2 separate regions of the Triticum aestivum genome follow, and region 1 is linked to region 2. A link is a contact called in public Hi-C data. All regions are on one chromosome and are shown on one strand. Each heading gives the region's core, a stretch centred on a gene start, on an enhancer-like site or on the middle of the called end of the contact. The rest is flanking DNA. Distances are from core to core; before and after follow the strand shown.

Region 1 (6,960 bases), core at 3,497-5,996, 450 kb after region 2:
TGTCACTCCAATGCTTGTAGTCATCGTTAGATGGTCCATGAACCTAATTGTAATTTGTATTGCCTCTACTATTCTCTGTAGTGCCATGACAGATTCTAAATAGATTAAAATTTTCTCTTGCAAAAACAAAAACTGTACTTATTTCCCGTTTACTATGAAATTTAAAATAATTTTACCACCTAATGAACCCAATGATGAAAATTTCTAGCTGTGCCGCAGCTTACCACCGTCTGTAATTATTTGTTTCTGTCCTTCTTAATCAATCAACCGTAGGTCCAAAGGACACATGCAACACAAGTAACACGGCCTACCAAAATTAGGGCCAGTTCTTTTCGGCGATTCTCCTAAAATCGCCCCCTCCTCAGCTTATCCTAGAATCGCCACTCCATATTTTTTTTACAATCCTATCTAGTTAAGGTCGCCTAAAAAAACTGGCCTTAAGGCAACCTAACATGTAGTTAAATCTGATCGGCCACACAACATTCATGTGTGTCCGTACATCGCAGTTCCTTAGCCCGCTCGATCGGTCGTGCCACGCAGATACAGAGCACACAATGCACGCCCGTGGTATGATCCTCACTCCCATCGTAGGCTCTACCGCTCTAGTATAAGGTAAAAAAGAAGAGGCACACGGGCAGGGCCCACCTGCAGCCTGTGCCACCAGACCCTACAATGCCAAGTGTTTCTTCACCCGCTAGATACGACAGAGGGCCTCCATACATCTAGAGGATCTCTTCTCTTGCCTTGCGATCATAACTCTATAATTATGGAATGAAACTTCTTCTACCCCGTAAAACAGAATTTAAATTTTTGATTTCATTTTGACTTGTTGGTTGTTTCATCCGGCCGGGTGTGAGTGCATGAAGGAGCCATTTAGAGCGACTCTAGTAGACCCCGCATCCCGCCCCGGCCCGCAAAATAACCATCAAATTGCGAGCCGGGGCGGAAAAACCTGCCCGATTAGACCCAGCATCCCGTCCCGGCCTGCAAATATTTTTGCGGGGCGCGGTAAATCTTCTCCCCCAACCTCTATTTTCACGGGCTGGGAGGCCGACCCGAGCTCAACCCCTATCCGCAGCGAGATTTGGCGGGAGGGACATTTCCGCGCGCCCTTTCCCGCTTCCCCCACCCTCCGCTACCATTGCCCCGCCTCCGCACGCTCCGGTGCTTCCTCCCCGGCCGCCCCTCGCGGCCATGGACGACCCCATGCTGTCCCCCGTCGCCGTCGAGGTCGCGCACGCTCCTTCCCCTCGGGAGGATCTCGTCGCCGTCGCCCAAGCAAACGCCGCGCCTGCCCGCAAGCGGCTGGGCAACGTGGTCGTGCGGGGCGGGAATCCGGCTGCCCCCGCCGCGATGGCCCGCGCTCCGGGCACCAACCCGGCAGCGCGATCCCAGCCGGTGGCGGAGAAGGTCAGCAAGGTCGCGGGCGTAAAGCGGAGGAAGATTCCGGCTACAAAGAAGCCACCTTCTTCATCCTCTCACTCCATCCCCCCGCAAGGAGGTGCTCTGGCTATGCTGTTCAACGGTGCCGCTCCCCCCGCAAGCGAGGTGTTCGACGAAATGGCCGGAAGGTATGCGTCTTCGATCATGGCGATTTCCTTTCATTTTCGCCATTATCACCGATAGCTCGTGACTTGTTATTGTTCACTATAGCGGTGGTTCAAACAATGCAACTACCGAGTTCGTGAACTTGTTGGACACGAACGCGATTGTCATTGATCAAGCCCCTTTCGCCGCATTCGACTATAATGAAACGGAGGGCAGCGTGGATGATCATGGTTGTGAGGACGAATTGGAGGAGATCGAAGCGGAAGCGTATGAGCAATCGCAAACAAAAACTGGGAAAATTATAAGATCAAAGAATTACACGATCTTGGAAGATCAAGCTTTGATCAAAGCATGAAGTGTGGTGTCTCTTGATGCATGCACGGGTACTTCTCAAACCGCCAAGAGATATTGGCAAAGGATTGAAGATCAATACTTCCGCATTATGGCAAAGCATCCCAATAGGACTCCACGCACATTTCGGCTGCTTCAAGGGCGCCGGGAGAATATCAAACCAATGTGCAGCCGTTGGGCAGCTTGCTTGGAGCAAGTACGCAATGGACCTCCAAGTGGCACCGTGGAGTCCCACTATGCGAGTTTGTTTTGCCTTTGTTCAAGTTGTGCATCATCATATTTTGCATCATGGGAAATAATTGCATCACTTTGTTCACGTTTTGTAGGACAAGATTTCTCAACATAGATACAAGGACATGGAAGCTTCGGAAGGCAAATTCTTCAAAGTAGAGCATTGTTGGGAGTTGCTCCAAAAGTGCGAGAAGTGAAAGTTGATCGACAAAGAGTCCCCACCAAAGAGAGGCTTACTAACAAACATGGATGAAAATGAGGATGATGATGGCCCAAGAAATTTGCACAAGCCCGATGGCGACAAGAAGACCAAGGAGAAGATGAAGAGAGAGCAAGAAGCATCGAGCTTGGGGGAGAAGATTGATGCCATGGTGCAATCAAACGAGTCGATGTTGTTGAAGTCATTGAAGATCAAGAAAGAATTGGCCGAGAAGAAGGCAAAGGAGAAGCAAAAAAAGTGACAGTTGCTCAAAGAAGAGGGGCTGCGCAAAGCTGCCATTGAGGAGAGAAGAGCACGCGCTGCAGAAAACAAAGCCATGTCCAAGCTGCTCGCCGAAGAGAACAAGATAATGTCAATGAACCGCAATGACATGGACGATCTCACCAAAACATGGCACGATATGGCAAGGAGAGAAATCTTGAAGAGGAGAATTGTTGCGTCGGCCGGTGCGTGTTACAATTCTGTAGATGTTTTTTCTGCTCCATATGGTGGCAATGTTGATAATTTCGGTGCGGTAGTTGGAACAAGCGCGGGAGGTGGCTTCGGTGGTGGCGATGAACTTCAAGATGGACTCGGTGGCGCGGAGTAAAGATCGGTCAAGATGATGCCGGACATGGGTGCAAACTTTTGCAAGGCCCTCTTTTGCGTTTGCCGTAATGAACTTGACTTTTATTTGCACGTAAAACTGTGTGTTATGTCGTTTGAATTTGAACTTGTTTGTGAGACCCTATGTCAAATGCGAGATTTTGCAGTTTTTCTGTTTATGGGTCGTTACGGTGGTGTCCGAGCAGAACCCGCAGAAGCCAGCCGACCCGCATAAAAACATATTCCTCGAATATACTTTTATGCGGGTCTGTTTGAGGGGTCTGCATCTGTGGCCGTCCGCGTCGGCCCGCAAACACGTTTTGCGGGCCAGCGGGATGCGGCCTAGTAAAGTTATCCACCTTAGGGCATGTACAATGGTTGATAAGGTAGTCTTATCTTAAGTCTTGCATGTAATTTAAAGATGACAAAATTTTTTGTCTACAATGGGTCATCTCTTAGCTTTATCATCAATAACTAGCAATTCCTAAAAAAATGGTGACACATAGTGTGCTAAGAGATCACCTCTTGTCTTCTCTTAAATAAGAGAAGACAAGCCTTTTCTTATGAGTTCTCTCTCCTCCATCTCATCATCTATCCTACGTGGCACTTCTAAGATAGCACCATTGTACATGCCCTTACAAATCTGAAAAATGGTCAATCGATGTTGCGCCCTTTTCATATCAGACCTGCACACAAAACACACACACAGACAATTTTATCTTCTTGTGTGTTCCCTTCGGCCAATGGTTTCCTCCTCCTGCACGACCGATTTATCCGATTATTTAGTTACGACAAAACCTGTGGAGAAATGAAAGCCGCGGGCAATCAAAGTGACGGTGGTTCTCAGGCAGTGTTCACGGCTTGCCGCCGGTCGACCAAACCGTGCTTGGAATGCAGTACGAGTATCTGTCCCAGCGTCCTTGTGTTCTAGTATTGCGCTGAGCCGAACCTTCTTCGCTCATTAGATCCATCCCACGAACCGTGATCAATCCAAAGCCTCAGCCTGAGCGTCGTTGTGATTCTGATCGGCCACGCAACATTCATGCACGGTCGTACCTCCTTCACGTACCTACCCGGCTCCATCCATCCGTCGATCACGCCGGCCGTCGGCCTCACCTTCAGCTTGAGTCCCTGAGCGCGCCAATGTGCATGCGCCGATGCCCGGCCGGTCCGTCGCCGGCCAGTTGGGGGCGTGGACCACCGTCCACCGACGCCGTCCGTCCATCAAGGCCGCCGCATGACCCCTAAACCCCGAGCCGGGCCCACCCGCAGCCACACCGCCGGCCACGGAGTTGCCCCCCTCCGCACCCCGATCCGGCCGCCAATCCAATCCCGTTTCCAACCTTGTTAACCCCCTCCCCTTAAGGCTTTGTTCGGTTAATCCTCTCCTCAAGAGGATTGGAGGGGATTGGCAGGGATTAGTTCATATTTTGACTTAAAAGAGGTTTAAATCCCCCTCAAACCCCTTCAACCCACTCGGATTCACCCGCAACCGAACAAGGCCTAAACAAACCCCGGTAATCACCTACGAGCGGGCCGGCCCGCTCATCTAATCACAGCCCACCCATCTACAGCCTGGCCTCCGGGCCCGCCGGGGCCCGCATGTCATCGTCGCGGTAAAAAGCCGCGGCGGGCGACATGAGGGCGTTCGAAAGGAAACGGGAGGAGATCCCGCCCCTCTCGTACTACACGTATAGCTGGCCATCCCCGCTGACAAGGCGGGCCCCGCTTCTCTCTCTCTTGGCACCACACACACCGCGGCGGGCGCTGGCCCTGCTTCCCCTGCAGCGCGGCGCAGCGGCTGCCCCCCGAAAGCAACCACAGTCACGTCGCTATCCGTCCGTCGCCACGACAAATACATTGCCCCCCTCCCCCTCCCCCTCGCTCCCCCCATCTACTCCATCCATCCATCCATCCATTCGCCAGATGGGACTGGGTCTGGGTCTGGGAGCGGCGGCGGCGGTGCTGGAGCAGTGGTGGTAGGAGTAGTAGCTTCCACGGTCGTCCGGGGAGGAGGTTTCTTGATTTCTTAGAGAGTGCACAGGCGGCGGAGGGAAGGGAGGGAATGGCGCCGTCGTCGTTGCGGCGGTGGGCGGCGACTGTGGTGCTACTGGTGGTGGTTCTTGGGCTGGCGGCGGCGGAGGGGGCGGAAGGGGGAGGGGACGGGGCGGCGCTGATGGCCGTCAAGGCGGGATTCGGCAACGCCGCCAACGCGCTCGCCGACTGGGACGGCGGCCGCGACCACTGCGCCTGGCGGGGCGTCGCCTGCGACGCCAACTCCTTCGCCGTCCTCTCCCTGTGCGTGCCTCCCTCTCCCCCCATCCTCCTTCCTCCCTCCCCTCACTGCTCCTTCTCCGGCTGGCATTGCGACGCCATGACAAGTTTCTCCCTTTGCCTTTCCCCCCCTCCCATTCATTCGATTCTTGGCCGCCGCTCTTTGCTTTCTCTCAAAGCTCGCCCGCTCTTTGCAAACATGCTGCTTGCTCCCGCTGCACATCCGAAAACAAAATAAATGTGCTTTTTTTCTCTCAGGGGACCGATTATCCCCTCGGTTCATTCTCGCACAACAAACGATCCTCTGTCTGTTTCGCTACTCAAATACACTGGAGTATTATTATTTATCTCTGACGAGTGATTGGTTTTCTCCCTGGAATAAAATTAAAAAAATGCAGGAACCTGTCAAATCTGAACCTGGGCGGAGAGATCTCGCCGGCGATAGGGGAGCTCAAGGCCCTACAGTTCGTGTAAGCAGCACAGACCACCATCCCTCCCCCCTCCCCCTTGCATCTTCTTAAGATTTTGTGCATTTGACGGCGCCTGAATCTTCCCATCCCTCTCTCTTTCTTTAAAATATCCATCCATCCGATTTGACCCCTCATGCCGTGATGTGACAAAGCTTCTTTACTATTTTATATGTCAAGCCTACTACCAGCCTACCACACCCTCCTTGATTTCATGATTAGTTTATCTCTCTCGGCCCTAATGATTTGCTTTTTTTTCCTTTGCTTGTGCAGGGATCTCAAGGGGAACAGGCTCACAGGCCAAATCCCAGACGAGATTGGGGACTGCGTCTCCTTAAAATACCTGTACGCCACCCAATCCGGGTCTTCTTTTATTGTCCCACTTACTATACGCCCACCTTTCTGCTGTAGAGATGGATGGTTCTTGTTAGTAGTACTAGTACTAGTATTTTTATAGTTGACCTGTGCCTCTTCTTGTGTGTGTGCTGTGCTGTGTGCCATGCAGGGATTTGTCCTTCAACCTGCTGTATGGAGACATCCCCTTCTCCATCTCCAAGCTCAAGCAACTCGAGGATTTGTAAGCACTGGATTATCATTTGTTCATCTTGCCTGCCTTTTGGGTTTTGGCACAGCCATGCCTTTTTCTGAGATATGATCACTTTTTCACCCCCCATCTTTGGGGTTTTTTGGGATTATACTGAGGAATGAGAGGCTACTTGCTTTTATCTCTTTTTATTTATGGATGTTTTGGGGTCAAAGCATGGTTTGGGGTTATAACAGAAACATTGCTGTGAAACTAGTTTAAGTTTTGGTTCTCTGTGGTTTATGGATTGCTGTCAAATTTCTATGGTTGAAAATGCTTCAGTTAAGATGCTTACTTTTCTCTTTATTCTGGCTGCAGGATTCTGAAGAACAACCAGCTCACGGGTCCCATTCCTTCCACATTGTCCCAGATTCCAAATCTCAAGATCCTGTGAGTTTCCTAGTACCTTTCTTTCCCCGTGACTCTACTTATTGTGGGATTCTTGGGAAAACTTGATGATCTATCTTTTACCTTCCATACTGCCTTCAAAGTGTTTATCTTGGGGACATTTCCCTTTTCTGCCTCATGTGGTTCTTAGTACTGAAAATTATCATTTCTCTACCTGGAATAGGGATCTGGCGCAGAACCAGCTCACAGGCGACATCCCAAGGCTCATCTACTGGAATGAAGTTCTGCAATACCTGTAAGAAGTTCCCCTGCACCATGTTATTTTCGCTTACAGATTCGCTCGGCAGTCAGTC
Region 2 (6,211 bases), core at 740-3,239:
TCGTGATTCAAAAATTATTCATGATTTAATTTTTTCCTAATATGATTTTTTTACAATTTGATTTTTTATTTGAAGATTTTGAATAACGATAATGAATACGAAAATATGCCTGATTTCATATCAAATTCACGAATTTGGAAGTTGTTCGCAAAATGAAAAATAAAAAGAAAGAAAACACATAAAAGATAAAGCAAAATTAAAATGAAAAGATAAAGCAAACATGAGATTTAAAAATAATAAAAATAAATGAAAATAGAAAATGAAAAATCGGTTAGAGCGAAGATGAAAAAAGCCAAAAAAATGAAAGAAAAATTAGAAAAAGACCGAATATTACGAAAGTAGGAGGGAGCTTGTTGGGCTGGCCCAAGTTTACATAGTGGGTGAGTGGGGGTACATGTTTGGTCGCTATTTGGTGGGCAACCCTATATCTCTCGCTTGGCTTGAGATGGAGATAGCCTGGCCTGAAGGTGACCGCGAGATGCGCCAGCCAAGTAACTGCCTACTTTTGCTTTTTTATGACTTTTCATTTTGTTTTTATGATTTATTTTTATATTTTAGTTTATACATCCAAATATTCTTAATATTTATATATATTACAAAAACAATTACATAAAACATTAAAAAAAGGTTAGTCATGCATTTGAAAAAGTTAAATGTGTATATAAAATGTTTCCGATGTTTACAAATATGTACAGTGAGTATGAAAAGAATTAGAAATAAAAATTATAGGTTTAAAAAATATGAATAATGTATTTGGAAAATGAAACATGTATATAAAATGGTCATGATGTATACAAAAATGTATAATATGTATATGAAAATGTTCCTGATGTATCAAAAAATATAAGTTTAAAAAAATGTTAGTCATGTATATGAAAAATGTCAAAGGTGTATATATAAAAGGTTATACATGTATAAAAAATGTATCATGTAAGAAAAATGTACAATTTGCATGAAGAAATTAGACATCAAAATATATGTTTGAAAAAATTAGTCATATATATGAAAATGGTTAAAGTTGTATTTACTTAGAAAATATTATTTATATATATATACCAGAATAGATATTGAAATATTTATTTAAAATTAATGTTCATCATGAATTTGAAAAATATTAAACATGTATGTAAAAGTTTTTTGTCATGTATGGAAAATGTATAATGCGTAAAACAATGTAGACACGTGGTGAAAATATAAAAGGAAAAATCAAAAGAAAACTAATAAAGAAACGAAAGTAAATAACAAAAAGGCAAATAAGAAAACCAAGAAAACAGTGCAATAAGGAAAGAGAGAAAAAAAGCAAGAAAGAGTAAAAGTAAAAAAGGAAGAAACAAAAAAAATCTGTGAAAACCAAAAAAGAAATGAAGAAAACCAGTAAAAATGAAAATAAAACTAAGTCATAGCAAAGAAAAAATGGAAGAAAACCTATGAAAAAACAGAAATAACCAAACAAAAAGAAAGAGAAAGCAGAAGAAAAGTACAACGAGGGAACCTTAAACGAGGGAGTCCTGAGCCGGGCCGCTCGTGCTGCGCCTGAATTGATAGCAGATTCCATCTTTTTTGTGTGTCAAGGTAGGCTTTTCTTTTTAAGACAAACTCTGAAGCTCTTTATTTAATTGTCACAGTGTTTACAGTCAGTGGCGGAGCTAGCAGCAGGTTAAGCCTGCGGCTATGCTATGTTGAGCGAAGTTGTTCCTAGGCCTGGGGCTATAGCCATAGCTGCCCCAAGGCTGTCTCCTTTTACAGGGACGAAAAAAAGATCATCAAGTTGGTCTAACCAAACATGAGAGCCAAACCCCGTGTCTCACAAACTTGTGGGCCTCGATATTTGAGCTCCTAACTCCATGAACTATATTCGTATGAAGCGAGATATAACCGTGTGGGGTAGGGCGGGCCACGCGAGTGCGGCCATGGTCCATCCGGCCCGAGAAACGGCAGCGTCGGCCCACGGGAGATGCGTGCCGCGGGGGACTAGACTCTCCGGCCTCTCCCCCCCAACAACCCCAAGGCCCCACGCAAACCTCCTCCCCCTCCCCTCCTCCGGCGAATCTCCGACGATGCTCCCCCCCGCCGGCGCATGAGCTTCCTCCGCGCGCTCGCCGACTCCCTCTCGTCGCTCCTCTTCGCGCCGCACATGGACGCGCCGGCGCCGTCGGCGGCGGCCGTGGTGGGGGAGCGCGTGGCCGTGAAGCTGCGGGGCTACTTCGAGCTGGCCAAGGAGGAGATCGACAAGGCCGTGCGCGCCGAGGAGTGGGGCCTCCCCGACGACGCCGAGGCGCACTACCGCAACGCCCTCCGCGTCATGCTCGAGGCCAAGGCCGCCCGCGTCCCCGACGCCGTCTCCTCCAGGTCCCCTCTCTGATTCCCTTCCCTCCGCTGCGCGCGCGCGGCTTGATTAGGGTTTGATTGAGGTCGCTGATTGGTGTGCTGTGTGGGGGGTTTGCAGCGAGAGGGGGCAGGTGAGGGTGTACCAGGACAAGATCGCCAAGTGGCAGACGCAGGTGGAGGAGCGGCTCAGGGTGCTCGGCGGGAGGAGCGGTGAGCCTCTCCCCCCCTCTTCGTCTTCTCCCCAGTTTTCCCGACTTATCAAGTTTGTGCGCATGTGAAACTTGTTCAGCGATGTGTGTGCACTTGTCAGTCCGAACACGTTAGAAGCAGCCAACATTCTTGTGATCGTAGCTGTAGTTTTGTTGTGTTAATCACTTCATAATTGTGTAAATTTAGGGGTTAATGCCTATATGATTCCATTAGTGAATTGTAATACATTTCCCTACTTTTGCGATTGTGGACTATAATTCATTGGGAGTTAACTTTCAGTAGTTTGATTTGATTGCTCACATAGGTCCTACATACATTTCCCTACTGTTGCAATTATGGACTTCAATTAGTTGGATTTTAACTTTGTTTCATTTTGTCTGACATTGTAGGAGCAGCTGCACCAGTCCCCAAGAAGGTATAAACTTCTAGTGTTGAATTTTTACACGTGGTACATGGTTTGCCTGATAGCTTCAACTGTCTAGTGTCTACTTGGTACATTCTGAATTGTCTTGTACCTAGCGTTTTAGTGAAAACGATTGCGGCATGTTATTTGCTTCCTTCCCGGTTAACAGCGTTTTACTGATCTGTTGATTTGGTACTGCTGCAGTGCTACTTTATCAATGCAAGTCTGCTTGCTATGGATATGTTGTTCTTGTGAACTCTTCCGATTAGGAGTGCTAGTATAATGCATCTATTTGAGTTCTTGTTATGTGCGGTAGCAAACATTGATCAAAATAAGTTGTTGTAAGAAAAAGAAAGCTAGCTAGATGCCTGGGTTACATAGTTATATACATATTGAGGTTATGAAGTCTATTTTCTTTTTAAGGAGTACTTTGCAGCGAGTGCATTGGTCGAAAAGTCCTCCATTACCATGTGCGCTATTTCTGCAGGTTGTTACAAACAATCAAGTAAATAGGCCTGAGAGACCAGCATCAACTAGCTTCCGTAAGTCAGCTGTGCAGTCTAACCCCACCTTTAACAGAGGTGGTCAAGCGTCCTCTCATCAGAAGAATAGCGATGGTGGATCCAAGCCAGTGCAAAGAGCTGGTGGAAAGGATGATGACAAACTTGTTGAAATGATAAATACGACAATCGTGGATAGAAGTCCATCTGTCAGATGGGATGATGTTGGTATGCAACCGTTGACTTTCTTTGTGCGCTCTGGCTCAAGCCCAGTTATTAATCATGGTGTCATTATTCTCTGGTTTGATCTGTAGCTGGTCTGGACAAAGCAAAGCAAGCACTCATGGAAATGGTTATCTTACCTACTAAGCGAAGGGATTTATTCACTGGTCTTCGGAGGCCTGCGAAAGGTAAACTTGTTCGTGTTGAAGGTTTCCTTTCTCTGGATCTTTTCTAAAATTCATAACTATTCTTCAGGGCTGCTTCTCTTTGGTCCTCCGGGGAATGGGAAAACAATGCTTGCCAAAGCTGTTGCGTCAGAATCTGAAGCAACATTTTTTAATGTTTCAGCTTCTTCGTTGACATCAAAGTGGGTATGTGGTTGCTATATATGTTACTTTGTCAGATACTTGCATATTTTGCTGTCTGAACCTTATTTCGTTGGCAAAAACAGGTAGGGGAAGCTGAAAAGCTTGTTCGGACACTTTTCATGGTTGCTGTCGAGAGGCAACCGTCTGTTATTTTCATGGATGAGGTCCTCATTACAAACCTTACCGTTCAAATTTTGTTGAAATTATGTACTACTCCCTCCATTCCTAAATATAAGTCTTTGTAGAAATTCCACCATGGACCACATACGGATGTATTTAGATGCATTTTAGAGTGTAGATTCACTCATTTTGCTCCGTATGTAGTCCATAGTGAAATCTCTACAAAGACTTATATTTAGGAATGGAGGGAGTAGTAATATTTATTTATTTATTTCTTATTATTAAGCTTGTCGATGATATTTTGACCATGCTATCACTAGTTGTTCGGATAGGGAAATTGGTCACTTGTCATATTTTCAGAATAGTTTTCTTTTGGAGTGTTTGATTTGTTTGAACCATGCGCTTGTTACAGGTAAAAGTGTAAATACATGCTTTTTTCTAAATTTACACAGAATAGAAGTATGCACTACACATTGTACATATTCTGCATAGGCTTATGCACAAAGTTGCCGTTTTCAGTCAAATCTTCCTAGAAGTTTAGATGAGCAGTTGAGCACATATATGGTATCTGCATTCCTGCTATCTTAGTATACGATCTTGAAATGCTATTTTTTCAGAAACACTAAGTACAAAGTACATTTCTGTTAACTTTTTTTTATGTATCCTTTCCCCTTTTGATTATAAAAGTGGGATCTGATGTGTTTTGTTGTATTTTACCTTACCATCCAGATCGATAGTGTGATGTCAACAAGGTTAGCTAGCGAGAATGATGCAAGCAGGCGTTTGAAATCTGAATTCCTTATCCAGTTTGATGGGGTGACATCAAACCCAGATGATTTAGTAATTGTGATAGGTAAGCATATCTTTCTTTTTTGATTGTTTAATCCTGGTTATCTTTTGCACTATGCTTGCTTCCAGTGAAAATACTTAGGACACAGCTATCATGTAACTATTAGTACTTAGTCGCAATCATATAATACAGAATCCCCATACTGTAAACATTTATTTGCTAGGACAGTAATTTGTGGACATGCAATGCTGTTTAGCATTTCTTCGCTGCTGCTATTATGTTATGCAGTATATCCTGTATTTTGATCAGGTCTATTGTGTATTCCCTCTTCGTGGTATAAAATCGCGGTTGAGTTCTGCAAATAAATGACCCTTGGAACCAATACTCAGTTCCTTCATTACTTCAGCAGCATTAGTTTAGGACATAGAATTGCTTTTGTCACGAGTTGTAGATTAGACATTTCTGAAACAGTTTGCAGCACAATAGGCACACCAGTTTGTGATCTCGGGTGATGTATAATTTGCCCTCATTGTAATTTGTTAATGAATCGATGAATACACATTTTATCACATAGGTATATCTAGAAAAACCATGGTACACAACAGATTTACTTATTTTTTTTCTTGTACGAAATTTTCTTGTTTATTGTGTGTATCTTCTGTTAATGAAAATCATTTGGTTAGGAGCTACGAATAAACCACAAGAGTTGGATGACGCTGTTCTTCGAAGATTGGTAAGATTGATCTTACATATATATTTAGGATTACTGTTGCTGTTTGATGATGTCTACAAATTTCTTGCATCTTGCATTTAAAAGACCATGCACAGGAGTATGTGCTGCTTGGTGGCTGGTACCAGTTCTTGACACCTTTGCCCCCTACACAGGGTCCTGTGGCAACCAGAGAATTGTCGGGAACTGAACAGCAAAATTCTATCAGTTTTCTCTAGTTACAACTTCAAAATAGTGCCTTGCTATGGCTGCCAACTCCTTTTGATAGAACAAATTGAAAGCATTATTAAATAACTGTGTTTTCATGGAAAATATCAATTTTGCCGTGTCATTTTTGGACATTAGGGAACTAGTTTTCCTACTGAGTTTCTGGCACTTTATCATCCCCTATTTTGGCTTCGTTTCTATTATCACTATTTAAAATTGATTTCTACGTTCTCTGGCTACCAACTCCTGAATCCTGATAAAGCAAACTGAAAGCTATTGTTAAATAACCTTGTTCATGGAAAATAGCAAATGCTAGCATATCATTTTTGGACA

Evidence for each region. Hi-C and Micro-C count contacts between places; a contact is called where the count stands out from the background.
Region 1: a Hi-C map of leaf shows a contact between it and region 2, with 2.6 times the contacts expected there. The contact joins the promoter of LOC123149012 here to the promoter of LOC123150034 in region 2. A contact is called at or near these places in 2 of 5 Hi-C or Micro-C datasets (both in leaf).

Annotation. Positions count from the first base shown.
Region 1 is chr7A:35,143,528-35,150,487 of IWGSC CS RefSeq v2.1, forward strand. It overlaps LOC123149012 (LRR receptor-like serine/threonine-protein kinase SIK1), which reads left to right and starts at 4,747. Exons shown (of 26, transcript XM_044568540.1): 1 at 4,747-5,233; 2 at 5,608-5,679; 3 at 5,950-6,021; 4 at 6,182-6,253; 5 at 6,578-6,649; 6 at 6,831-6,902. The coding sequence starts at 5,001.
Region 2 is chr7A:34,698,192-34,704,402 of IWGSC CS RefSeq v2.1, forward strand. It overlaps LOC123150034 (spastin), which reads left to right and starts at 1,990. Exons shown (of 13, transcript XM_044569834.1): 1 at 1,990-2,349; 2 at 2,447-2,538; 3 at 2,934-2,953; 4 at 3,429-3,669; 5 at 3,756-3,851; 6 at 3,919-4,034; 7 at 4,115-4,195; 8 at 4,881-5,004; 9 at 5,625-5,674. The coding sequence starts at 2,078.